3 separate regions of the Mus musculus genome follow, and regions 1 and 3 are each linked to region 2. The links are chromatin contacts, called in public promoter capture Hi-C maps. All regions are on one chromosome and are shown on one strand. Each heading gives the region's core, a stretch centred on a gene start, on an enhancer-like site or on the middle of the called end of the contact. The rest is flanking DNA. Distances are from core to core; before and after follow the strand shown.

What was found. Promoter capture Hi-C pulls out the DNA fragments that hold promoters and counts their contacts.
Region 1: a contact with region 2 is called in a promoter capture Hi-C map of liver, with 4 times the contacts expected there. The contact joins the promoter of Anp32e here to the promoter of Tars2 in region 2. A contact is called at or near these places in 2 of 39 promoter capture datasets (erythroid cells and liver), 1 of 484 Hi-C or Micro-C datasets (CD4 T cells), 1 of 115 datasets of contacts at active chromatin or transcription factors (extraembryonic endoderm stem cells) and 3 of 9 other capture datasets (adipose tissue, liver and pancreatic islet).
Region 3: a promoter capture Hi-C map of neutrophils shows a contact between it and region 2, with 2.1 times the contacts expected there. The contact joins the promoter of Car14 here to the promoter of Tars2 in region 2. A contact is called at or near these places in 7 of 39 promoter capture datasets (cranial neural crest, hippocampal neurons, liver and 3 more), 2 of 484 Hi-C or Micro-C datasets (B cells and the G1E-ER4 cell line), 3 of 115 datasets of contacts at active chromatin or transcription factors (the 230-238 cell line and embryonic stem cells) and 3 of 9 other capture datasets (adipose tissue, liver and pancreatic islet).

Annotation. Positions count from the first base shown.
Region 1 is chr3:95,927,864-95,931,839 of GRCm38.p6, reverse strand. Anp32e (acidic (leucine-rich) nuclear phosphoprotein 32 family, member E) reads right to left here and starts at 2,583. Exons shown (of 7, transcript NM_023210.4): 1 at 2,190-2,583. The coding sequence starts at 2,243. Gm46815 (a long non-coding RNA gene) reads left to right here and starts at 2,815. Exons shown (of 3, transcript XR_001783926.1): 1 at 2,815-3,100.
Region 2 is chr3:95,752,950-95,757,149 of GRCm38.p6, reverse strand. Tars2 (threonyl-tRNA synthetase 2, mitochondrial (putative)) reads left to right here and starts at 2,173. Exons shown (of 18, transcript NM_027931.3): 1 at 2,173-2,392; 2 at 2,635-2,831; 3 at 4,020-4,143. The coding sequence starts at 2,312.
Region 3 is chr3:95,903,269-95,907,290 of GRCm38.p6, reverse strand. It overlaps Car14 (carbonic anhydrase 14), which reads left to right and starts at 2,606. Exons shown (of 11, transcript NM_011797.3): 1 at 2,606-2,971. The coding sequence starts at 2,917.

The DNA of each region.
Region 1 (3,976 bases), core at 1,334-3,833, 170 kb before region 2:
GAGATATAGTAACAAAACTTACCCTATGCACCTGAATAGATGTAATCACAAAAGCAAACCCTGGTTCTCTATTCCCAGAGCAAAAAAAATGTCTATTTAAAGGCAACAAGGACTGTCATCTTCCCTACTTGAGTGTAACTTTGGCATTATTTAAATGAGCAGAAATGGTACAAAGATATCCCTGTTATAGCCTCAGGGAAGCCTAGGTATGCAAAATGACTTGCATTACGTCACACCATTAGTGTCAGGTAGGGACATTTTGATAAGTCTGTTTGGGTTTTGGTTTTGTTTTGTTTTGTTTTAAGACATGGTCTTTGTGTAGCCCTGTCTGTCCTATAACTTGCTCTGTAGACTAGCATGGTCTCTGAATCACAGAAATCCATCTGCCTGCCTCTGCCTCCTGGCTGTTGGGATTAACAGCTCGTGGGACACTATCTCCGACTTGTTCATTTGGTTTTTGTTTTGTTTTGTTTTTTGTTTTTTGTTTTTTTTTTTTTTTTTGGTTTTTCGAGACAGGGTTTCTCTGTGTAGCCCTGGCTGTCCTGGAACTCACTCTGTAGACCAGGCTGGCCTTGAACCCAGAAATCCACCTGCCTCTGCCTCTCGAGTGCTGGGATTAAAGGCATGCGCCACCACCGTCTGGCTGTTCGTTTTTGAGACAGCTGTAGTCAAACTCAAAACTGGCCTCAAACTCAAAAAGATCTGCCTGCCTCTGCCTTGAATTAAATGCCTACCACGCCAAGCAATTCTTAAGCCTTTGGATTCTGGTCTTAACCAGAGACTTCTTAGAGCTCAGCAAGAGTTTTGTAGACCTAGTGTCAGAATCCCAGCTCTTCAACTTTACTCCTATTTGCTAATTTGGATTCTAGAACAATACAACCCAGCTTACATTTTCCCAAGGAGAAAGTAAATAAATGGGAGTGCCTTATAAACTATCTATATAAACTTAACTGTTACCACACCACACCAAAGGAAAGAGACTGCAAAAAGGCATGTCAAGCAATCCTCCAAATTGAAGGTGAAAGGATGGGGCGGAGGGGACGACCCATTTTTGCTCCACAAGACTTCTGAGAAACTGCTTGTTTTGATTTGCTTTGCCTTGTTTGACAGAGTCCCACTTGCAACCAGCGTCCTACCTCGGCCTCCCTCCCAAGGGCTGGGAATTTCTTGATATGAGAAGTACAGATTTACAGATATACAGAATTACAGATATCACTCACCACGTCCTGCTGACAGCTTTCAACTTTTGAGTTTTTCTAGAATCTTCTAAGAAGCTCTAGAAAACTTCCATTGCTCCCAGAGATAACCCTCACAGCAACAATGTTTCCACCACCTCTCTCTCGCCTCCAGTCACCAAAACCCGCAAAGGAACCACGAAAATCAGCAGGGCTCAGGGACCGTTGGCTCTGCATGATAACTGTGGAGGCCCGGCAGATGCCCGCCTTTGAGCGGGCGTCAAGGGACCACGGCGGCGCGGACCCCTTGTCCCTCGATTTCACGCCGCGGCCGCGAATCAGCGAGCCTGGTCCCCGCCCGCCGCGGCCAATCTCCAGACCCGCGGACCTGGCGTAAACCGCTAGGGAATCCGACGGCGGGGAGTCGGGGCGACGCCTCCCGGGCCCCCTTCAAGACTCGGGACTCTTCCCTACGACCGCACTGAGCGCAGCGAGGCTCGCACAAGCCTCCAGCTTGCGTAAAAGTCCGCGCGCCACGCGGATCGCGGCCCGCGCCGTCGGGTCCCGGGATTCCGCTGCGGCCCCGGCCGCGGCGCGTGCTGCCCGCGAGCGGGCACGGTCGGAGGGAGCGTGGGGCACAGATCGGCGCGAGTCCCACACCCGGGGCCGCGGCCGGCCGAGTGGCGGCGCCGCGGGAAAGTTACACCAACTTCGCAGGTGGCGAGGACCCGGGGGTCGCGCCCACGCCGCCCGCGCCCGCGATGCCGGGCCACCAGTCTGCGAGGACGCCATGGGGCTGAGCCCCCGCGCGCTCACGAAAATGCCCCTAGAAACTTAAGCCCTTCGCCATTTTAAGCACAAGAGCCTGGTGATTTAAAACTTAAAATAAACACCCCGCCTCCACCCCAAGTGGGGGCGCGCTTCCCAGCCCGCCCTGCGCACCCACCCGGACCCCCGAAGCCCACCCCTCACGATCCAGGGCGGGAGGGGACTATGGGGGCTGAGTCATCTCACCTCCTCCGGGGCTCTGTTCTTCAACTCCATGTTAATCTTCTTCTTCATCTCCATGTCCTCCTCCTTTCCCCTCGCCTGCCCTCCCCACTATCCCCAACCCTAAAAAAACCTCTAAAGGTCTGGAGATGAATGAAAAGAGACGCAAAGACGAACGCCCACTACCACACGGGTGTGGGAGAGAAAGAAAAGAATAGCAAATGGAGTCCGACGACTTGGGACTAACTCGGCTGCCCCCACCTCCGAGTCCACACACCCGCGCGCGCACACTCGGGCACGCACACACTTTCACACAGAGAGAGTGAGGGAGAGAGACACGCGCGCGCCCGCAGTTCCTTCCCCTTCAATGGCTGCTGCGAGACTGAGCCTCCATGACACGGCACCGCCAACCCCCCCTAGCCTACACTCCACCCACCTCCCAACGGGATTGGTCGAGTCCTTAGCGTCACACGACTCCATTGGGCTAGAGGGTTGTCCATTTGTCTTTAGGGGGGACCTGGACCAGAAACTCAGTGTCTATTGGCTCTGACTAGGCGCGCAGTTAATTCCGATAGGTTCGGGAGGATGTACGTCCCGGAGAAATGATTTTGAATCCCAGTCGCCCCCCTCCTTTTCTTTGTGTGATTGGCGCGCTTTCCCCTTGGTAGTAGGACGGTTTGGGTGTCTGTTGGGTTTGTTTTTGTTTGTTTGGGGTTTTTCTGGCTTCAGGGTTAAAAGGAAGGGAAAAGGCGTCGTTGGCATCCCCAAGTTGTAAGTGGGTCATGCAACACACTGCACCCAGAGCTTTCGGTGGTCTTAAAGCACAAGCCTTCTGCTCTGCGGCTAAAGTGTAAGCAGGGGCGCGAGCGCGAACAGCGTGTTGGTGACACCTCCCCGTCCCGAACTGCTTGTAGAACCAGAGCGTGATAAAGAAGGTATTTTAACTTCCAACATAAAGGGGGGAACGGCTCTGAAAGCAGAGTTGAGTTTAGCACGTTGAGTCAGAAGCCTTTAAATAAAACTGTCCAGGAGGAGTTGATACTGAGGTCATTTGTCACTGCTAAAAAGTTGGAATATTAGAGCCAGCCGCGGTGGCACACGCCTTTAATCCCAGCACTGGAAGGCAGAGTCAGGCAGATCTCTGAATTCGAGGCCAACCTGGTCTACAGAGCGAGTTCCAGGATTACACAGAAAGGGGGGTGGGGTGGGGAGAGACTGTTTCCAAAAGACAGAAAAACAAACAAACAAAATTGACACCTTAGAGGAAAAATAACACAGGCCTAAAGAAACACAATTATCAGAAACTGTCCAGCAAGGCCTCTCCTTTCCTACAGGAATCTACTTAAAATGTTCTTTTAAGTGTGAGGGGATGGAGAGGCAATGACCTCTAGCAGAGGTTCCACCCTGGTTCGATTTCTAGCACCCATATAGTGGCTCATAATCACCCATAACTACAATGCCAGGAAATTCAGAGGCATCCTCCGGACTCCACAGGCCACAGGCACAGATGCATTGTGTGTGCGTACGTGCAGGCAAAACACACGGATATGCAAAAACAAAATAAGTAAATTAAAAACAAAACCAAAACTTTTTTTTTCTGTTTAATGTTCCTGAAAGATCCAACATTCCTTTAATCATAGCCCTCAGAAGGGAGAGAGGGGCAGATCCACAGTCATCTACTAAGTAAATCCAAGGCCAGCCTCTGTCACAAAATAACAATAACAACAGAAACTATGTAATTATTTCTTTTAGATTCCTTTTTCTCTGCTTCTTAGTTGCCATGTGTTGCAATTCCTTCTGTGATAAACTAT
Region 2 (4,200 bases), core at 924-3,423:
TGATGTGACTCTGAGCAACCCAGGCTGTGGCTTGGACAGACTAGGACTTGGCCTTGAGATAATTTTCCAGGGTTTAAAGGGAACATAAGAACACTACTGACAGAGTTGTTCTTGGAATAAGATGGAATTGTGAAATAGTGCCACATCTCGGGATCCTGGCAGGCAAGAGTGGGGTGAGCAAGAAAGTTGCAGAGGTGTTTTCCAGGTAGACTAAAAGCTTAATATCTCCTGAAGCCAAGGCATGTTCAAGGAGAACAAGTATGTATTGGCCTTAGATACCTGGCTTGCTACAGTGGGTGAGGGAATAACACAACATTCCTTCCACTGCAGGTTGCGTGATGTTGGTAGCTGGTCAGCATTAGCCCAGTGCATTGCACATAGTAAATGTTAAAGGATGCGTGTAAGAAGCTGTCATTCCCGGGTGGTATCTCCCTGTGATCCTAACAAAAGGACACTGTAGAATAATTTAAAAAGTAGTGACAAAAATCTCTACCTTTTGAAATTTACAGTCACTACATGATCAGTACATATTTAACATATATTTATTGAGCACCTCCTAGATTGTTGTCTGCAGTATGACGCTACCCTGCCTCTGTTATAGTGCCACAAAAAAATCTAGGTCTGCCATTGCCATTTTTTGTGAATGTTGCACTCTGACCACAAGAACACACACACACTATCTTCCTCCCCACAGCCTTGTCTCTTTCTTTGTATTTCAGGATGTCTAACATATCAGAAGATGGAGCCCCAGAGTGGCCTATGACTCAAGTCAGCTGCCCTCCTCAGGCAGAACGAACATTGGGCTTTGGAAGCCTAGGTTAAGCAGCTTGTTCTGACAACTCTTCCACAAGACCCCATGATCCCATCACCACTGCAATCTGGGAATGGACTAAGTGTCCCCACCCCCAGGTGAGGGACTACTTGAGTTAATAAGGGTGCTAATAAGTTCATTTCCCTTTATGCTTCTCCACACATCTGACCGTGTTTCTGTTTTTACTGTGTAAAGCTAATATGTCTAGCCCTGCATCTGAGATTTAATGGAGAGAGATCAAAGAAAGAATAAAGAAAGATGAAGGTGGGGTGCTGATGAGAGACCAAAGGCTTATGTAAGGAACAGAGAACAAGATGTTGGATGTCTCTAAGATGGTCAGGGAGTCTATTGGAAATAAACTATGGAAAGAACAAGGTATGCTGGAAGAGTGCACACTGCAGATTCATCGGCACGCATGTTTTTTACCTTAAACTACCTTCTGTAATCTTTGAATTCCACATCTGAGACCTGTAAGATGGCTCAGCAGATAACAGGTACTTACTGCCCAAGCCTGGCAACGTGACTTTGACCCCTAAGACCCATGTAAAGTGAAAGGACAGAAGTGGCCACAGAAAGGTAGCATGTGACCTACAAAACTGTGCCGCCCACGCCTTCAAAGATTCTTCACACACACGCAATAATGATTGATTGATTAAATTCCACATCTGTGACATTAAGAGGTCTCTAAAGTCCCTCCACCACGACTGCAAAGGAATGACCACCAAGATAGTCTTAGAGTTGTTACATTCAGTGGTAATAACAGTGTCTTGCAAGCCGGGCAGTGGGCGTGCACGCCTTTTATCCCAGCACTCGGGAGGCAGAGGCTGGTGGATTTCTGAGTGCTAGGCCAGCCTGGTCTACAGAGTGAGTTCCAGGACAGCCTAGGGGAAAAAGAGAACAAAAACAACAACAAAACCAGTGTCTTGCTGCTGGTGCTAATTATCATATACCAAGCACCGAGATGAGCAATTTACACAAAATGTACCTTCAGAATGGAACATATATTTTTATTCTTGTTTTATAGATTAAAAAATCGAGATTACAGAAAGTTTACTTAAAAAAAAAAAAACTACTTAATGCCAGATCCAGGATTTACACTAAATGTTTAGTTCCAGTGTCTGTACTTGTTTCTTGTCAGCTTTAAGAATGTTTAATAAATTTTATAATTAAAGGAAAATGACTAACTTCCACTTCCTGTTTTTCTCTCATTCTTGCCCCAGGAGGTATGCCCTGTCCTCAAAGTTGGATGCCTTCTTGTCACTTTGGGAACCCAGACTGCAGGTGTGTGCAACAGCTTCCACTTTCCGGTCAACCGGAACCTTTCCCAGAGCGGCTGCTGCTGTGTGGGTTCTACCTCAGCGGAGTTCCTGGGGGTGGTGCCCGGCCGGAATGGCGGCTATGTTATCCAATAGGAAAGGATATTACTGACTTAGAAGCCAATGAGGAGCCTGGTGAGGAAGAAGCGGTGATCGGAGCATGGAGGTACCGATTTGAGACAGCATGGGTCTCTGTCTGAGGTGGCGCCGGCTTGGGTTCCCACTCCCAGAGTTCCGCCGCTGCGAGCTCCACACCGTGCGTGAGGTACGCCAAGCTCCCAACCATTTAGCCCAGCGGAGTCCAAGGGGGCAGGCTGTCCAGCCCCTCCTGGACCCTGCTGCCCCACTCGGAAATGTGCGGTTCCTTTGAATCCCCAAATTAAGACCTAGTGTCACCCAGTTTCCACCTTAAAACCAATGCTTCTTAAACACCCATAACCCCTACGACCCCATTCCGGAGTAGTGGAAATAAGCCCGCGATACCTCCTAACGTGCCTTTTCCTCCAGGCCTCTGCACCAACTCCTCCACATTGGTTGGCAGAACGATTTGGCCTTTTTGAGGAGCTATGGACCGCTCACGTGAAAAAGTTAGCAAGTATGACACAGAAGAAAGCCCGGGCTATTAAGATATCACTTCCTGAAGGCCAGAAGGTAGATGCTGTTGCATGGAACACAACCCCTTACCAACTGGCCCATCAGATCAGGTATCAAGCCAGCCTTTCTACCTACAAGAATTATTTTTCTGTCCTTTTCTGCACCCGGTCAGAAAATGAAAGCATCTTTTTGTTTCTCTTTGGTTTTTCGAGACAGGGTTTCTCTGTGTAGCCCTGGCTGTCCTGGAACTCACTCTGTAGACCAGGCTGACCTCAAACTCAGAAATCCGCCTGCCTCTGTCTCCCAAGTGCTGGGATTAAAGGCATGCGCCACCATTGTCCCGCTACATTTTTTCTTTTTCTTTGTTTCCCATCAGAAAGGTGTAGTCTTTGGGCAGGGAGGGGGTTAGGGTTGGGGGGGGGGGTCAGTCAGTCATTTAATTGATTACCACACAAGCATAAGGACCTGAAATATGAATTTGTGGAAGGAAACTGACTCCTAAAAATTGTCCTCTGACCCCCCCCCCACACACACACACACACTGTAGCATGTGTGCCCCACCCATAAATAAATGAAATAATAGTTTCAGGTTAAAAATAAAAAGGGTGTGGTGACATGTGCGTGTAATCTGGTCAGCCAACCTAGCCTGCTGGCGATGCTCTTTGCCAAAGAAAGACCCTCTTCTAAAGGCATGATTGTTGACTCCCGAGGAAGAATGCACACCTACTCCCCCAGAAAAGCATCTTGTTAAAAGAAAAAAAAAAAAAAAAAGGCTGGGCGTGGTGGCACACGACTTTAGTCCCAGCACTTGGGAGGCAGAGGCAGAGGCAGAGGCAGGGGGATTTCTGAGTTCGAGGCCAGCCTGGTCTACAAAGTGAGTTCCAGGACAGCCAGGGATACACAGAGAAACCCTGTCTCCCATGTGCTAAGATTGCAGGTGTGAACCCCTACGCTCAGATAGTCCTTCTTGCCAAGCATAGTGCTACAGGCCTGTAATCTTAGCATTCAGAAAGTGGAGGTCAAAGATTCAGAATTCAGGGCCAGCCTGGGCCAAACAGCAAGACCTGTCTTTAAAATAGAGGGTAGGATGAGGACTTTTTTTTTATAAGGATTTGTCTTTATAGTTTCAGAATTTCTGCCCTTCCCAATGTAGTGGATACATTGGGAAAAGAAACAGCAGATCTTTACTGCTCTGGAAACTTCACTCAGCAAATTAGAGTTGCTGAGAAAAGTCAGCCTCCTGCCCTGGGGATTGTAACAACTCTGTCTTCATTCCCACTACCCTCCTACTGCTACAGTGTAACACTGGCTGATACTGCAGTGGCTGCTGAAGTAAATGGAGAACTTTACGATCTGGACCGACCCTTGGAGACAGATTGTCACCTCAGATTTCTGACATTTGATTCCCCAGAGGGCAAAGCGGTAAGTTTCTCCCATATGGTGAGCACAGTGCCTAATTATCTGAGTGATCTTTAAACA
Region 3 (4,022 bases), core at 1,357-3,856, 150 kb before region 2:
CCTTTATTCAACAGCCTGCACCCCAGCATACAAGCTCGGGGAGCTGACTGGGCTCGTTGCAAGGACATTCTAAAGGCGTGAGTTTAAATACCTAAGTTAAGAACTTTTAAGAAAGGATAAACATAAAGTCACCACGCTGGAACACTTTGATCCGACATTCACGTTTCACTGCTTTGCAAGGACAGGAGGTGGCGCCACTCGGCAGCGGAATGTCTCAGGTTTGGTGGTCCTTGGGCCAGGTGCAAGGGGAGAAGAGGGTTTAGGAGCGAGAAGAGCCCTAACGAAACAAGAGTTTGAGAAGAAACTACTCGGAAGAAATAGTACCCAGTCACCCTTTCTTTTTTCTTTCCTTTTCCTTTCCCTTTTCACATAGCAGCCCCTTTGCACCTACTCCAAATCAACACAGCTAGAAAGCAATGACTGAAGTGTTCACAGGATCTAAACAAGTTCGTTCTTTCTCTCCCCGTCTCCCCTCTCCCCTCTCCCTCTCCCCTCCCCCTCTCTCTGAAACCAGTTTTATTTATTTGGAGGGAATCGGAATTCCCGGAGAGGCTGCTGGTTCCGGAGCCTAAGTGTTGACTCGGGACTAAGACTTTTTTTTTAAGGACGCATTTTATTTTTTTAATGGTTTTATTTTATGTGCATTGGTGATTTGCCTGCATGTATGTCTGTGTGAGAATATCCGGTTCCTTGGAACTAGAGTCACAGACAGTTGAGAGCTGCCAGGTGGGTGCTGAAAATCGAACCCATTCCTCTGGAAAAGCAGCGAGAGCTATTAACCACTGAGCCATCTCTCCAGCACCAGGGCTAAGACTCCTTTGAAGCAGTATTTTTTATTTTTTATTTTTTATTTTTTGAAGCAGTATTCAAAAGTGTAGGCAAAGTCCCCAAACTCTCAGCACCAACTGCTGTCCAGAAGGAATCCCAAGTTTTAAAAATTCGTAGAGAAGCCAAGAGGTGGCGCCAGGCGAGACGCACTTCCTGGGAGGCTGAAAGTCGGTCGTAGATGCTGCAGGGGAGCTCTGTCCTGATAGGGGTTATTCTATCCAAACCTCCTCTTTCCTACCTTGTGAAATATGTGTCAATTCTCCTTTCACCCCCACCCCACCCCCCTCTTAACTTTCCGGACACCAAAGAAATCTTAACTTGTATTCACATCTTTTATTCTTCCTAGATGGGACTGGATGAGGCTTTGGAAGAACTTTAAGACGGAAACTTTTTTTTAGGGGATGAAGTATTCGCAAAGCGATAAAACGTTGTGTGTGTGTGTGTGTGTGTGTGTGTGTGTGTGTGTGTGTATTTTAAATATATATATATATTTTTAAAAAGTCCTTACTCTGAAGCTCAGTCGTGGGACAGAAAAGCACTCTGAGCTCCTGTCTCCGCAGGAGTGATGACCTGGCACATGCATTATTCTGTTCATTTGGCTTTTATCCCGTGCCCTTGTTTGGCTTCTGCTCCTTTGTTTTGGCTATTTATTGCTACTTGATAGGAGTAAGGAGGGCAGAAAGACCTCACAGAGGTTATGGAGGAGAGATTTCACCATCTAGCTTGAAATTATCTGTGGTCTTCACACTCACTAATGAGGGACTTAGGATGTACATTCCGATCGGGATTTCTAGTCCCGTGGGGGAGCGCACACCAGCCACATTCCTGAGACGCCACGCAGCCTCCATGCTCCACTAGCAAACTCAGTTCCACCACAGCAAGTTTCACTTGATCCCACAGGACCTGCCTGGACCCTTTGTTGGGTGGGCGGGAAGCCCCTGGACCCCTCACCCACCTGGTCACATGGCCTTTCTATGGCCCCTCCCCTCTCTTTCTTTGGAGTCCGCCTTTTTCTCATGGTGACAGTAATTGTTTCTACAGTCACCCATCACTCCTCCTGCCCGGCCTCTCTGCTAGGGGTCAGTGTCCTCTTCAGTGACAAAAGGCGCCCTAGATCTGGGCTCCCTGGGGAGGGAGGTGGCTGGATCTGGTAGTTAGAATGCTGTCTCTCCCTGGTGCTGCGACAACCCCTCCCCCGCTGTGCACACAAATGGGCTTTATCCGGCAAACAAAACCGCACCCCCACCCCAGGCTACACAGGCACGTGGACCTAAGCCTCACCAAGGGAAGGGGGTGGTGACAGGCGCCAGAGAAAGACGAGGCAGAAGACAAATATTCTCCTCGCCCCACTTCTTGCTCTCCACAATCCAGATTTTAAAGTTTGACTTTCCACTCCCCACCTGCTCCCTGAGCCTCCAACTTCTGTTCTCCTATCTCCCGAATCTGAATTCTTTCTGGTTCCAACCAGCTCAACTTCTCTTGGTTTCAGAAACAGGTTCCCCACCAGCAGTCCCATACCACCCAGGGATGTGCTCCTCAGGCAGGGGAATGAGAACACGGTGTCCTGGGAGGGAGAGGTGCGAAACCCCCCTTCCCTGACCGAGAGTTCCAGGGGACACCCGTACGAGCGGCAGTGTAAATAGCAAAGGAAGAGCTCACTCCAGGGTCCTGAGCCAAGGCCAGGGCGCTGGGCTCTGCTGGGCCATCCTGCATGCCTAATCCGCTATTTAAGGAGCTGCTCGGCTGCAGCCCAGGCACCACCCCCCTCCTCACGTACACCGGTTTCGAGCCACCTTAAAAGCGGGAGGCAACTGTGAAGTTGCTGGCCAGTAAGTGGTGTGGAGATTACGAAGGGACATACGGAGAGGGCAGAGAGAGGAAGAGAGAGAAAGTGAGAGAGGAAGAAATTTATCCTGGGATCCAGAAGTTCGTGTTAACCTGTGGAAAATCAAGTCCCTGGAAGTCTGCAGAGACAGAGACAAGAAGAAAAGAGATAGAACGCCAGAAACTCCTCTCTCTCCCTCCCTCTCCACCTCTCTCTTCTAAACCCCAAATTCCTGGTCCCTTGTACCCCATTGTGGGGATAATATGTTGTTCTTCGCTCTCCTGTTAAAGGTGACTTGGATCCTGGCTGCAGATGGGGGTAGGTACAACTGGGTCTGTGCTAATGTCCACCCGTAGCCATGTGTACTTATGTGGGGGAGGAGAGGTTTCAGAAAGGGAAGCCTAGGGGCTGGGGGGTAGGGGGGGGAGGCATGGGGTGGGAGAAAGACTATGGAGGAGATCCTTCCATTCTTTTCCTTTTCCTCTCTAACCCAGCGATTACTGCTATCTCTGCGACAGGGAGAGCTAGCCAGAGGCCAGTGTGTGAATGCTCAGGAGTGTAGGACACTCGGCCAGCTACAGTTCTCCAGTCCACTCTTTCCCCACTGCCCTAGTCCCGGGCAGCCCTCCTGCCCGTCTTTGTTTACGCACTCTGCTGGTTAGGGAGAGCAGGGGTGAGAAGGGACACGTGCTGCAGTCCTGCCCGACTCAGACCCCGACCCTCTGCTGATCAAAGGATAACTCCATTACCTGCCAAGGGGCAGGGGCAGCTGGTCCATTTCCCTGAAAGGAACACGACTAAACGTTTGCTCAGCTCTTTATAGTGTACAAAGGGCTTTCAGGATTAGGAGAGAGGTGGGGAGACGTTGGAGAAAACAAGCTAAGTTGTTTCTGGAACGCCTGAAGGATTCCCACAACTTTTTTTGTTGTTATTGCTTATTTTTATTTACTTTTTTTTTTGAGACAAGGTTTCACGTGGCCAGACCTATCTCAAACTCACTCTGTAGCTGAGGTTAGACCTGCTTGGCTCTGCCTCCCCATGCCTGGTTTCTACACCCTGTTTTTGTGCTTCTCAGGCCCCATTCTGTATCCAGCACATAGTAGGTGAGGGATTAAAGTTTATTGGAAGGACGAGGTGGGGGGGGGGATTATCTAGAAAGCGAGAGGAAGATGGGACCAAGGGATCCAAAAGAAAATGAGGAGTCACAAATCTCTTCTGAGAAGAAACAATTTGGAAAGAGGAAAAAAGAGGCATTAGAATCAGCTCAGAGCATTTCACAGGAAGGGCAGGGCACCTTCACAACAGCCAGAGAACTCTAGTTGTTGGAGTATCCTAAAGAGATAGTGAAGGAGGGGTGGGGGGGAGCTAC